Regions from separate parts of the Callithrix jacchus genome. Here region 1 is linked to region 2. A link is a contact called in public Hi-C data. All regions are on one chromosome and are shown on one strand. Each heading gives the region's core, a stretch centred on a gene start, on an enhancer-like site or on the middle of the called end of the contact. The rest is flanking DNA. Distances are from core to core; before and after follow the strand shown.

The links. A called contact is a pair of places that touch in the nucleus more often than the background predicts.
Region 1: a contact with region 2 is called in a Hi-C map of skeletal muscle, with 3 times the contacts expected there. The contact joins the promoter of PIK3C2B here to the enhancer-like site in region 2. A contact is called at or near these places in 2 of 3 Hi-C or Micro-C datasets (induced pluripotent stem cells and skeletal muscle).

What each region holds. Positions count from the first base shown.
Region 1 is chr19:31,781,772-31,787,884 of calJac240_pri, forward strand. PIK3C2B (phosphatidylinositol-4-phosphate 3-kinase catalytic subunit type 2 beta) reads right to left here and starts at 3,341. Exons shown (of 34, transcript XM_035281112.3): 1 at 3,243-3,341; 2 at 2,426-2,612. LOC144580397 (a long non-coding RNA gene) reads left to right here and starts at 3,331. Exons shown (of 2, transcript XR_013529848.1): 1 at 3,331-3,442; 2 at 3,689-3,745.
Region 2 is chr19:31,640,560-31,646,430 of calJac240_pri, forward strand. All of the region lies in intron 3 of PLEKHA6 (pleckstrin homology domain containing A6), which reads right to left. Among named protein-coding and RNA genes, the nearest start is that of PLEKHA6, 14 kb to the right of the region's middle. Within about 2 kb of position 1,757, at least 8 of the 16 cell types and tissues checked have an H3K27ac peak or open chromatin away from gene starts, as enhancers often do. A contact at or near this core is called in skeletal muscle, where this site is marked.

The DNA of each region.
Region 1 (6,113 bases), core at 2,091-4,590, 140 kb after region 2:
GAGGTTGCAGTGAGCCGAGATCACACCACTGCACTCCAGCCTGACGACAGAGCAAGACTCCATCTCAAAAAAGAAAAATATGCAAGGAATACAGCAGTTACCTTGGTATTGTCACATTACTCTTTCCTTAGCAAGAAAGAAAAGGTCCCAAAATATTCCCTACTCCCTATGGTCCTCAGACCCCACCCTGTCCCCATCCCTGACAGTTCTCCCTCCCTTATGATGGAGGGTAAACCCAGGATGAATAATCATTTGTAAAGTACTCTGCAGTTTTCAGGGTACTTTTGCACACAGGATTTTGTTCAGTTCTTGGTAAGCAGTATTACATTATTAATCCTGCAAACCATGGCTACTCTCCCACCTCCATTTTACAAAGATGCAAACTAAATCTTAGGTTCACAAACTGTCCAAGCTCACATAGCTAAGAAGAAAGTCACACCAGGGCACTGTTTTGTCTACTACTTCACATTATGATGTCCAAGTTCACCTCCTGGGAATATGAGGAGCCTGAACCTTATGGCTAGTGACATGCCCCTCAAGGGAACAGAGACCTCCTCATTTTCCTCCCTGCTGGTCCAGGCAGGGCTATGCAGGCTGAAGGACCACAGACATGATACAGATGCAAAGCACCAGGCATAGGAGGAGTGGGGACACCACCAAGAGGGGACCAAAGGCCCATGAGGGTATAGAGTATCTGCCAGAGCATACTAGGTCATGACATAGACCAAAGGCATTCCAGACCACTGAGGAAGCCCAAAGGGGCTCCCCCAGGAACAGCCCAAGTCCCCAGAAAAACTGACCCTTCCTCACCCAGCACACCCCCTTGGCCCTTTCTCCCTCATGCTTCCAGTGAAGAAGGAAATGGACAAGCAGCCAGTCCTGACAGCTTGATCAGATTCAGCCATATACACCCATGCACACTCAGCAGTAAGCTCAGAGTCATGGAAATCAAACCTTGGGCTCACCCAAAGGCCAAAGAAGAGAGCCACAGCCTGGGTCTAGGGCTCCAGCTCAGAACCACCGTCTTTTCAGATGCTGGCTGCCAAACAGAGCTATAAAATGTGCCTCGTCTTAATTTTTCCATGGACACAACCTCAAGATGGGACAGCCAGGCTCTGGAGGAGCTGGGATTCCAAAGGCTCCCTGCCTCTCTGCTCTGGGATCCACAGCTAAAGTTGGGGAGAGGGAAGTATTTGGGGTCTGCATTGCCACCCTTTGGGCCATTTCTCTTCCTAAAATCTTCCCAAGGCCGAATGCAGCAACAGAGTAAGTTTTCATTCAGCACTGATTCAGGGTTGGAATTTAGTGCAAATTGCTTACATCTGCCTGGCCATATCCCAAATAGGTAGTTTAGAGTGAGGAGGAGGGGCAGCATTGGCCCACTTCTTGGACCCTGGGTAGCTGCCTGCTAAAGAATCTGGTGCCATGCTGGGACCAGCCAGCCCAGGGTACAAAACTTTCCAACAGAGTTGAGAAAAAACAGCCCAAGAGGGCTGCCAGAGACAGTATAGCGATTCCATCCCAGGCCTGACGGGAAGCTGCGAAGACCCCAGAAGAGGGTGGAGATGGAGAGAAGGCAGGCCTGAAGGAGCAAGAGCAAAGGCAGATCTCACACACACACTCTTCAACATCGGCCAACTAGGGTGTGTGCACTAACCCCATACCTTTGGTAACCTCTTCCCACAAGCCAGGAGCCTGCCAAGCCCCTGGGCTCCCCACCCTGCTCCTCCCCACACCAGCTTGGCAGCCTTGCTTGCGCTTCCTGCTGCGATTGCTTCCTCCAACCTCAAAGTCACCGCTGTCGGGAGCTGAAAATGAGAGACAAGTATAGGCCAGGAGGGCAGCGCCTTCTCGGGGCACCCGCGAACTCAGGCCTGAGGGTCCCTCTCCCTCTTGCAAGCTCTCAGTCTGCTTTTGCTGCAGTGTCCTTATAAGGGAGAAGGCAGTTCTACCCTCCGCCCGGCTAAGAAACGTACACATTCCCCAGGCTAGATGCCGACTTCTCACCCAATCCACGGAAGGCACTACCCCCATCACAGGACAGGTTTTGCTTTTTTTATTTCTCATCTTAAATAAACAAACCCCAAAGGCATTGGCTGGTTCAGATCGCCCAGCAGCTGGGAGCCAGGAAGTGTGTTTAGCGAGAAGGGGGTGGGGACGCGGGTGCCTGGAGCCCCAGAGGCCCTGAAGCTGCTGGAGTGCAGTGGCGTGGGGTGAGGGGCAACCTGCTCTGCGCGGCCGGCAGAAGCTCAGGCTCCCACGGCGTCCGCCGCTCAGCCCGCCGCCTGGAACCCTCCGCCGCTTCCATTGTTGCACCTCCGCTCTTGCCATGTTGGAGGGAGAGCCTCCTGACCTCCGCTGCCTCCACTCTGGGGGCACTTTGCAGACCCGGGGGCCGGTGCAACCGGCTGGGTGCGTGTCCTACCTGCGCTAGCTGCGGGCTCTGCTGCAACACCCGACGTGCCTTGTGCCCAGCGACGTGGGCTGCTCGCTCCGCGCCTCCCGGGCTCGCTCTGCGGCTCCAAGCGCCTCTTGCACCAGCGCGAGGGGAGCTGGCCGGCCGCACGCCGCCCGCTCCCGGGCCGCTCCCCTCTCCAGGCTCCGCGCCGACCCTGGGGTCCAAGGAGGAGAGGGAGAGGTAGCAAAGGGTGCAAGGACCAGCTTGGGGGGCGGGGAGGGGTGCTCTCCGCCGAGAGCGTGCGCGAGCTCGCAGAGTCAGGCCACCCCGGGTGAGACAATAGCGGGAGCAGCGGGCGAGAGAGGGGAAGCCATCTCCCGGACACCCGGCGCACTGCACGGCGACGCGAGGCTCGGCCAGACCCAGCCTGGACAGGCAGCCGCCCGGCCGCCGGCTCCAGCCGCAGCGCCGAATCCGCCGCGAGCCGGAGGGCGGGGCGGCTGCTGGAACCCAGGCCGCCCTCGGCTTCTCCCCTCCCCTTCCCCCTTCTTTCCTTCTCTCCTCTTCTCCTCTCCCCTCCGACTCCCTCCCCACTTGCCATTGCGTGGGGGTAGAGAAACGCGCTAGCGTCAAGTTGAGCTCTGCAACCCAAGAGCCGGGATTTCTACTCCCCACTTGGGTGAGGGTTTTTGCGGATGGTCGTTACTTTCCCCTGCTGGCACCCCTTAGCTTGGGTCAGAGGAAAGCGCAATCATTCTGCTAGAAATGACGGTGCCGAGGTCCAGTTATCCGTTTCAGGAATTTCCCCCATAATTACGGTAGCGATGTTCTGAGGAGCCCCTACCTTGAGGGTGAGGCGGGGGTAGAGAGAGGCTGTCTCTGGCCTTTACACGCTCAATCTCATTCGTCTGTCTCCTTCCTTCCTCTCTGGAAGGGGAGTCTCGTTTTTGTATTCGTCCAGGTGGATCTTCCAAGCTGTGACCCAGAAAATAGCAGTCAACCTAAGTGGGGAGGGGAGACAGAGGATCCTCCAACCCAACTAGGGTAGGGAGAAAAAAACCTTCCATGCAATATGTTATATTTAAAATTTCTACTCTAAATACCTTACTTCGAGCATTGCTCTCTGGAAGAATTTTCCTAAAGGCTCCACCCAAAAGAAACCATGAGTTGGCCAGCTCCTCGTTTGCATTTGGTTTGCATTGTACCAACGATCCCTGATCTCAAAGTACCTTTTCCTAAAAACGTGAATCGTTTTTTCCTCCACTGCCCTCGTTTCTTCTTTCTCCACAGGCTATGAAGATTAACACCTGGTTCTCAGCCTTTCAAGTAAAACTATGATTAAATACATTTGTTAGGTTTCTTTCTTGTTTACTGGTCTTTTGTTATAGCAGTATCGGCTGTGACTCTTATGATGGGGAGGAAAGGGATCACTCCCCCCTTTCTGCTCCTACAGTCCCTTCTGTACCCAGTGCCTGTGACTTTGAGTAGTCCACTTCACGCTCAAACATCAACAGTAGCGTCCTCACCTATCACGCAGGGCTTTCATCATGATCAAAGGAGAGAATGTAAGTGAAATATCTTGATAATTAACTGAAGGCCGCCAGCTCTGCACATATGTCATAATGTATATGATGTTATTCCTGATTTCAGGAACCACAGGGGTTAAAAGACCTGTCCGTGAATGCATTCGCCACTTGTTCACCATACAAATATTTATGACAGCTTACTCTAAGTCTGTCATCAGGTCAAGCTCAGAAGCCTGAGAGAACAGATTGATACAGGCAGGGGCCACTGGTGGTTCCATGCTGCTGGAGTGAAGAGTCTGAAGGTGAGAACTCCCAGGAAGTAGGCCCGGGTAGCTGAGTGAAGGATCAAACCACAGGCTTTATCATACATTTTGGTAAGAAAAAAATTGGGTAAGAGATGCCAGGGTGCAGTTGCTCACGCCTGTAATCCTAACACCTTGGAAGGCTGAGGCAGGCAGATTACCTGAGGTCGGGAGTTCAAGACCAGCCTGGCCAACATGGTAAAAAGCCTGTCTCTACTAAAAATACAAAAAATTAGACAGGTGCAGTGGCACGTGCCTGTAATCCCAGCTACTCTGGAGGCTGAGGTAGGAGAATTGCTGGAACCTTGGAGGTGGAGGTTGTGGTGAGTCAGGATCATGCCACTGCACTCCAGCCTGGGCTACAGAGCAAGACTTGGTCTCAAAAAAAGGGAGAGAAACGGAGCATGCCAAAAAGTTTAGGTTTTGCAGGTGACAGAGAACCTGCTGTGCACAAATGGAGCTGGGAAGTAGTATGACCAGTAAAAAACTTCCTCGCCTATTACAGAGAAGAATTTGGAGGATGCACTCCATGTCTTCACTACACCCCTCCAAATCTTCCTGGCCCTCTGGCTTCCTAGAAGGAGTTGGCCAATGGGAGCCATGGCTGGAGATTGAATAGGGAGGGAGGTCAGGGAAAACTGGACATTTATTCTTCAGGATCCCTCCCTTTGGAGTCACAGTGCACTGGCTGCCACCCTCAACCAAAGGTCACAGCTTCCACAGGTGATTCTCTCTCCCCTCCCTCTCTCTTGATTCAGATAATCACTCTCCTCCTCTGACTTCTCAGGCCTAGGGGGTAGAAACATTGATTTGCTACTGGCCCCAGCAGATAGTACATTATTTCTTGAGGTTTTCCTATACCCCTCCACCTTTTATAAATTCTCTCCTTATTTTTTAACCTTTCCTCAAATTACTCCTCAAGTGCAATGTGCCATTTGCTTTCTGCCAGGACCTAATAACACAGGTCAAGAGTGCAGCCTGGGAGCTCGACAGAGAAGCCGTGGCTACATTCCAGGTGGGAAATCAGGAAATCTCAAAACCATACCAGAGCTGTGACAGTGGGGAAAAAAAAAAACTGGGTAGATACAAGAGATACTTATGAAGAGAAATCAATAATATTTGATAATATATAAACTGCAGGGAATTAGGGAAAGAGAGGGCTCTAGAATGACTCCCCATTAGAAGCCTTAGGACTTGTTGGTAGGCAGTACCATTACCTAAGTTAGGGACAACTAGTAAGACAGGGCCCAGATGTTAGGGGAGGGATCCCAAGTTTGATTTTGAACATGCTGAGTTTGAGGTGTCTGTGGAATGTCTAGATGGGGGTGTCTAGTAGACAGCAAACCTACGAAACTCAACTGAAATCGGGGAGTGGACAAGTGATAGCAGCTTTGGATTCTGCAGGTTATAGGTGGTCAGTGAAGTCATAAGTCTGTATGAGATCATCCAGATGGGCAGAAGGAGGAAAGAAGAAACAACCAGAGAGGTAAGAGAAAAACTGGAGGCCACAGACTGTCAGAAACTAGGGTGGGAGAGTCTCAGAAGAGAATGACTGGATAGGCCAGGCATGGTGGCTCCCGCCTGTAATCCCAGCACTTTGAGAGGCCGAAGTGGGTTTATCACAAGGTCAAGAGATTGAGACTAGCCTGACCAACATGGTGAAACCCTGTCTTTATTTAAAATACAAAAAAAACTAGCTGGGCGTGGTGGCACACACCTGTAGTCCCAGCTACAGAAGGCTGAGGCAGGAGAATCCCTTGAACCCAGGAAGCAGAGGTTGCAGTGAGCTGAGATCACACCACTGCACTCAAGCCTGGAAGCCAGAGTGAGACTCTGTCTCAAAAAAAAGAGATTGACTGGATAACAAGGGCAGCAGGAACCTCCAGG
Region 2 (5,871 bases), core at 507-3,006:
GGGGGACCCTCGGTCACCTCCCGTTGTTCCCCTGCCCAGCTGAGATGCCAGGCCAGCCCCGTGTTGACTACAGGAAAGCTGCTCTGCTGAAAAGGCAGACAAGTTGTGGATGAGGGCCCAGTGCCAGGCAGAACCGACCCAGCCCAACTCACCTGCCCTGGCACTCCAGGACTTGGCAAGGCTGCCAGGTGCAGGCAGGGGGAGAGTCTGCTTTCAATCAGCCAAGATGAGGGGCTCTTGGGGTCTCTGACCCTGAGAAGCCAATGGAGTAAAGGAGAATTGGAGCAAGAGATTATAGCATCCCAGAGGGAGGCCAGGGAGGGGGACAGAGACCCCAGTCCCGGCCCCCATAATCCTCTGGCAGCTGGAAAAGGCAAGGCGACCAACAGATGGGCCTGCTGGGCGGGTTTCCTCTCTGGCAGACAGAGGGCAAGGGCTGCAGACAAGTCCCACAGATCCTCTGAGAAGCCTGAACCAGACGTGTGAATGTTTCTGGGGGATATGGGAGGCTCTAGGGGCATGAGAGGCCGAAGGGAGGGTGGGTGTGAGGTGCATGCCTTTATGGGGGGATCAAGGTGGAAGAGAGGCGGTAGCGTGAAGATCTTGGAGCTGCAGCAGGGCCAGGTGAGGTGGAGGGAGCAGAGAAAATAAATTCCCTTTATTGACAAATCTAAAGTCTTGCTCTGCGAGCCCAGAAGAAGGGAGAAGCGAGCCTCATTCAAACAACTCCAATGGGGAATGTGTGGGGTGGCATGAGGGAGGGAGGATTCCACAGAAAGCACCTCTGTGATCCTGTCTGTGCTCTACAATCTCTGGCCCCCATTGCTCAGAGGATCAAGTCCAAGCTTCCCAGGCACCTACTCATGGTCTCCAAACACAAGGGTCCTCCCCACCCTTCTGGTGCCATCCCCACTCCCTACCATACAGCCTTGGTGGCCACCAACTTGACTGGCTCACTCCCTATTCAGTGCAACTGCATCCCCATGGGTCTCTCTCCCTTGCAGAGCATACCAACCCAGGGGGTGGGGGCAGCAAAGGAAGAACTAGCTCACTGCAGCCTCCACTGATACCTGGACTTTAGTGATTCTCCCTCCTCAGCCTCCCAAGTAGCTGGTACTACAGGTGCACACAGCCATATACAACTAAATGTTTTATCTGTTGTAGAGACAGAGTGTTGCTATGTTGACCAGAATGGTCTCCAACTCCCAGGTTCAAGCAATCCTCCTGCCTTGGCCTACTGAGTAGCTGGGACTATAGGTGTGAGCCACCATGCCTGGCTAATGATAAACTATCTTTGATGATCTGTGTAAACTTGGAAGCCCAGCTCCATCCCTGAGTAACTCAGTGACTTTGAAGAAGTTACTTGACTATTGAGCCCGTTTTCCCCACCTGCAAATGGGCTTCTTTGAAACCCAGCACATTCAATGCCTTTTCTCTTCGGCCGCCTCCTTCTTTACCGTTCTGGGGTGTTACCTGCCTTTCTAAGGGCAGGGCTAGCCAGGTCACTATACCTAAACTGCTTTCCCAGGACTCCTGGACTCTGCCCAGTCTGCCTTCTGGAGACAGCAGAACAGCTCTCGGCGGCTCCACCGCCCCTCCCAGGGCGCCCCCTCCTCCAAGGTCTCGCAGTTCGGGTTGGGGTCTGTGTTGATGACTCCCTGAGACCCAGCACAGCCTTGGAGGACTCACGGGGGCCTCACCGCCTAGCCTGGAGCACCCGGGGCAGAGGGCTGGGTTCTGATCTCTGCCTCCCCGCTGGCCCTCAAGGACAGCCGAGCAGCCCGTGGGCGCGCCAGGGCTGAGGGCGGACTGCCTGCCTGCACGTTCTCGCACCTTCCTGGAGGAAGCGTTCAGAGCAGAACAAGACGGACGGCGGGGTGGGGTTCCCTCGGTGGAGGAGCCGCCGGGGCCCCGCTTGGGAAGCGGGTTATCAGGGGCGTGGCTCTCAGAAAGCGTCCTGTCACGTCTCCCTCCCTGCCAACCTTGGAGAAGGGGAGAGGCGCCCCTGGGGACAGAACTGGCAAGTTTCACCGCTGGCGGCTTCAACGGGAACGGGGGAAGGGGACAAGGGGGCGGGGAAGACTTCCTGTTGGGCCGGAATGGGTGTTACAGAGCTAGATCTTTAAGCATCAGAAAGACAGCTACCAGACCCACTATGGCTGGGATGTGGCAGGGGATGGGAAAGGGGCCCTGTCACCTCCGGGAAAGCGCCATCAGCCTGAGACACTCTGCGAGCAAACCCCTGAAAGGCCTTGTGGGGCCATCCTTGTGCTCTGGAGCCCTCTTGTGGATTTATACGGTAAGTGCATGCAGGCTGGAGATGCGTTTCTCCCATGTTTCATCCTTCACTTATTCCCTCCTCCTCCCACCACTCTTCCCAGTAAATGACACCTTCAGAACCTCAGGCGCACTTGAGCAACACGTCTGTTGTGAATACCATGAGGGTCACTTCTTAAATACCCTGAAAGAAAGGGCTTGTTGACACGAAATTAACATACTTGTCTGCTCCTGGGCAGACGTCAACATTTGCTCATTGAAATTTCCCTAGTCCACACTAAAAGAAACAAAATAGCTCCCCAAGTTGTCTGGATTTAACTATTACTTGGAATCCATTTCTGGAATCGTTTGGGTTTCTAACTCACCCACCAACCAAATGTCATAAGCTTTTGTGGGAACTGGGAACACAGGAACGAACAGTGAGCCAGCCGTTCATTCATTCACTCACTCATTCAGTAAGAACTCACTGAGCACCTTCTTTGTCCAAGCGAGGTGCTGAGGAGGCTGGGAGGCAGCCATGCCATCATGCTGAGAGCGCAGCCTGTGAAATCAGGCACACGCGAGGCTGCCTCCCTGCTTGCTTTCTACTAATACAAGCCTTGTGTGTGACATAGAATAATAAGTCCCAGTTTTCCCATTATTTCCTAAAACAGGGATGATAGGACCTCCTCATAAAGGCATGGTGAGGAGTCAATGTTAAAGCACTTAGTTTCTAGAGGGGCGGCTGCTGCTGAGATATACAGAAAGGCCATCAGGTCTGGAAATGTATGTGAACACAGAATACATGGCTGGTTGATAATTAACAATATTGCCTATGTCTCTGGACTTTACAGCCTCCTCGTGTTACGCCTGCCCTTGATGAGTTTTCAGTCTGGACTACTGGTTCTCAAAGTATGGGCCCCAGAGCAGCCACAGCAGCATAACCTGAGAATATGTTGGAAATGCACGTTCAAGACCCTCTGAATCAGAAACGCTAGGGTAGGGCCCAGCCATCTGTGCTCCAACAAGCCCTCCGGTGATTGTGATACATGCTCCAGTTGGAGAGTTCCTGATCTAGTGGAAAATGACACAAGTATAAGCGATTAACTGCAATACACAGACAGAGCTCTGCAGAGGTGATGTCATGGGCAGGGCTTGAAGGAAGAACAAGTGTCCTCAGATGGGCACGAACCATGTAAGGAGAAACTGGCACCTGCAAAGGCCCAGATGCATGGAAGGGAGGCGAATGTTGAGAGAACCACAAGCAACTTGGTATGGCTAGAGGAGAAGGCTAAAGAGCCAGCTGGGGACTATGGGAGGTGAGGCTAAGAAGGGAGCCAGGAGTGAGACTATGACGTCCTTTACGTGCCCAGATAAGGAATTTAGATGTTATCCTGTAAACGATGGGAAACATGCAAAGTTTTTAATATGACCAAATCTGAATTCTAGAAAAAAGCACTCTTGCAGCATTATGGCCTGGAGGCAGGAAGATCAGTCGGGAAGCTTCTACAATAATGCAAATGAGAGTCCATGGCCATGGGGATGATGAGAAGAAGGTGGGTTGAGAGATATTTGGGAGGAGAATTAACAGGACCCACGGGGAGGCGTGAGAGAAGAAACGGTGAGGGTATCTCTGAGGGCTCTGCATTGGCAGTATTTCTAGAAAAGACGAAACCAAGAAGCGATGACTCCAAGTCTGGACACGCTGAATTGGGGGAGCTCAGAAGAAAGCTCTGGGCTGGTAGCTGAAGCAGAAATCAATTACACCTCTGTTGTTTATCCCTCAATGTTTTTTATACATGCATTTATTTCAGGAAATACTGGGTTCCTATCATGCCAGAAAGGTTCTAGGAGGGAGTGGAAAACACAATAGCCAGAGTCTGCTCCCAGGGCTTATGCAGCAGCCGGGGACCAGCAATACATAAGCAGATACATAAACAAACGTGTTTCAGGTAGTGCCGGGTGCTGTAAAGAAAAGTAAGAGTGTGGAGGGGCGGGGGAGCTGGTGGAGCAGTTAGGCACAGCCTCTCTGAGGAGGTGACACAGGCTAATCAAGACGTTGGAGCCAGGTGTGTGGAAATAGGAGGAGAGTGCTCCCAAACAGGGGGAACAGCGGGTGCCGAGGCTCCCAGGTGGGGATCGGTTTGACATGTTGGAGGGAAGGAAAGAAGGCAGCGCAGCCAGCTGGTCGAGGGACATGAGGTCAGAGAGGTGGACAGGTACGTTTCTAGGGACTGATGAGATGCCATAATACATGTAAAGGTGTTTAATGAACAATCTCTAGAGCCATGTACAAAAAGGAATATGAAGGTGATATCTGCAAGAGAGAGAAAAGAAGAAACAATTCACAATTCTTAACTGAAGCAAGAAGCATTTGGGTCCAAACTTAGGAAAAGCTCAGTCTATAACAGCCATGTGTTATTAGAGCAATTTCCAGAACAGATACTTTGAAAGGAAGAAAAGAAGGAGGAGGAGGAGGAGAAAAAAAAAGAAGAAAAGAAAGAAAAGAAAACTTTGTTTTTGCTTTAAGAATATGGTTAATAGGGCCAGGTGTGGTGGCTCGAGCCTGTAATCCCAACACTTTGGGAGGCCAAGGCAGGTGGATCCCTGGAGGCCAGAGTTCGAGACCAGCCTGGCCAACATGGCAAAACCCCACCTCGACTGAAACTACAAAAATTAGCCAGGTGTGGTGGGCACCTCTAGTCCCAGCTACTCAGGAGTTGAGGCATGGGAATCACTTGAACCCAGGGAGTAGAAACTGCAGTGAACTGAGATCACACCACTGCACTCCAGCCTGGGTGACAGATCAAGACCTGGTCTAAGAAAAGAAAAGAAAAAGAATAGGTTAGCAGCTAAGCTGACGTAGGTGGTAGATGGTGACAGATTAAGTGCTGGCAGATCTTGGCAGTGGGGGGATGGAAAGGTAACCCCTCTTGGTATAGATGGATGAGGATTTCAAAGCAGAGAGGGAGGGAAAGGAGGTGAGACGAGGATCCTCCCTCCCCTAGCGAGACGGGCTCCCTCTAGTGGTGCCATTGCCCCAGCCAGCTGGGCAGAGATGCTTCATCCCTGCAAGAATCTGAGGCCAGACCAGAGGGTGAGGCCCACAGGCCTGGGCACGCTGAGCCTCACCCATGCAAATAAAACCAGCTCCCAGCCTGGCTGGGAGATGGAGAGACCCAGACCAAGGCAAAGAGGAATGAGTTTCACTGGGTAGCTCATGGACTGCTCCAGCCTAAAGAGCTGTGTCTCTGCTTCCAAGGTTAAGTCCAGGGCCACTTCCTAAGGCACACCTTTAGCCACGGCAGGAAATAAGGGCTCCCTAGCCCACAGAGGGGCCTAACCAACCCCTAGGAGTAAAACAGAGCACCCCCACCCACAAAAACCACCCCCAGAATCACAGATGCCCCCACCCACTGGAGCAAGAGTGACCAGAGCTGGCCTTGCCACCCCCAGTCTGATGTCCTCCTTCGTACACCACACGGACACCTTCCCTTCCCGCTGCCTCCGCATCGGCTCCAGCTCCTGCCTCTGAACTCCACCTGTGTGTCTGGAACAACCTCTTTCCTCTACTGTGTTGAGCCACCTCCTTCCCACCGGTACAGCCCAGCCCAA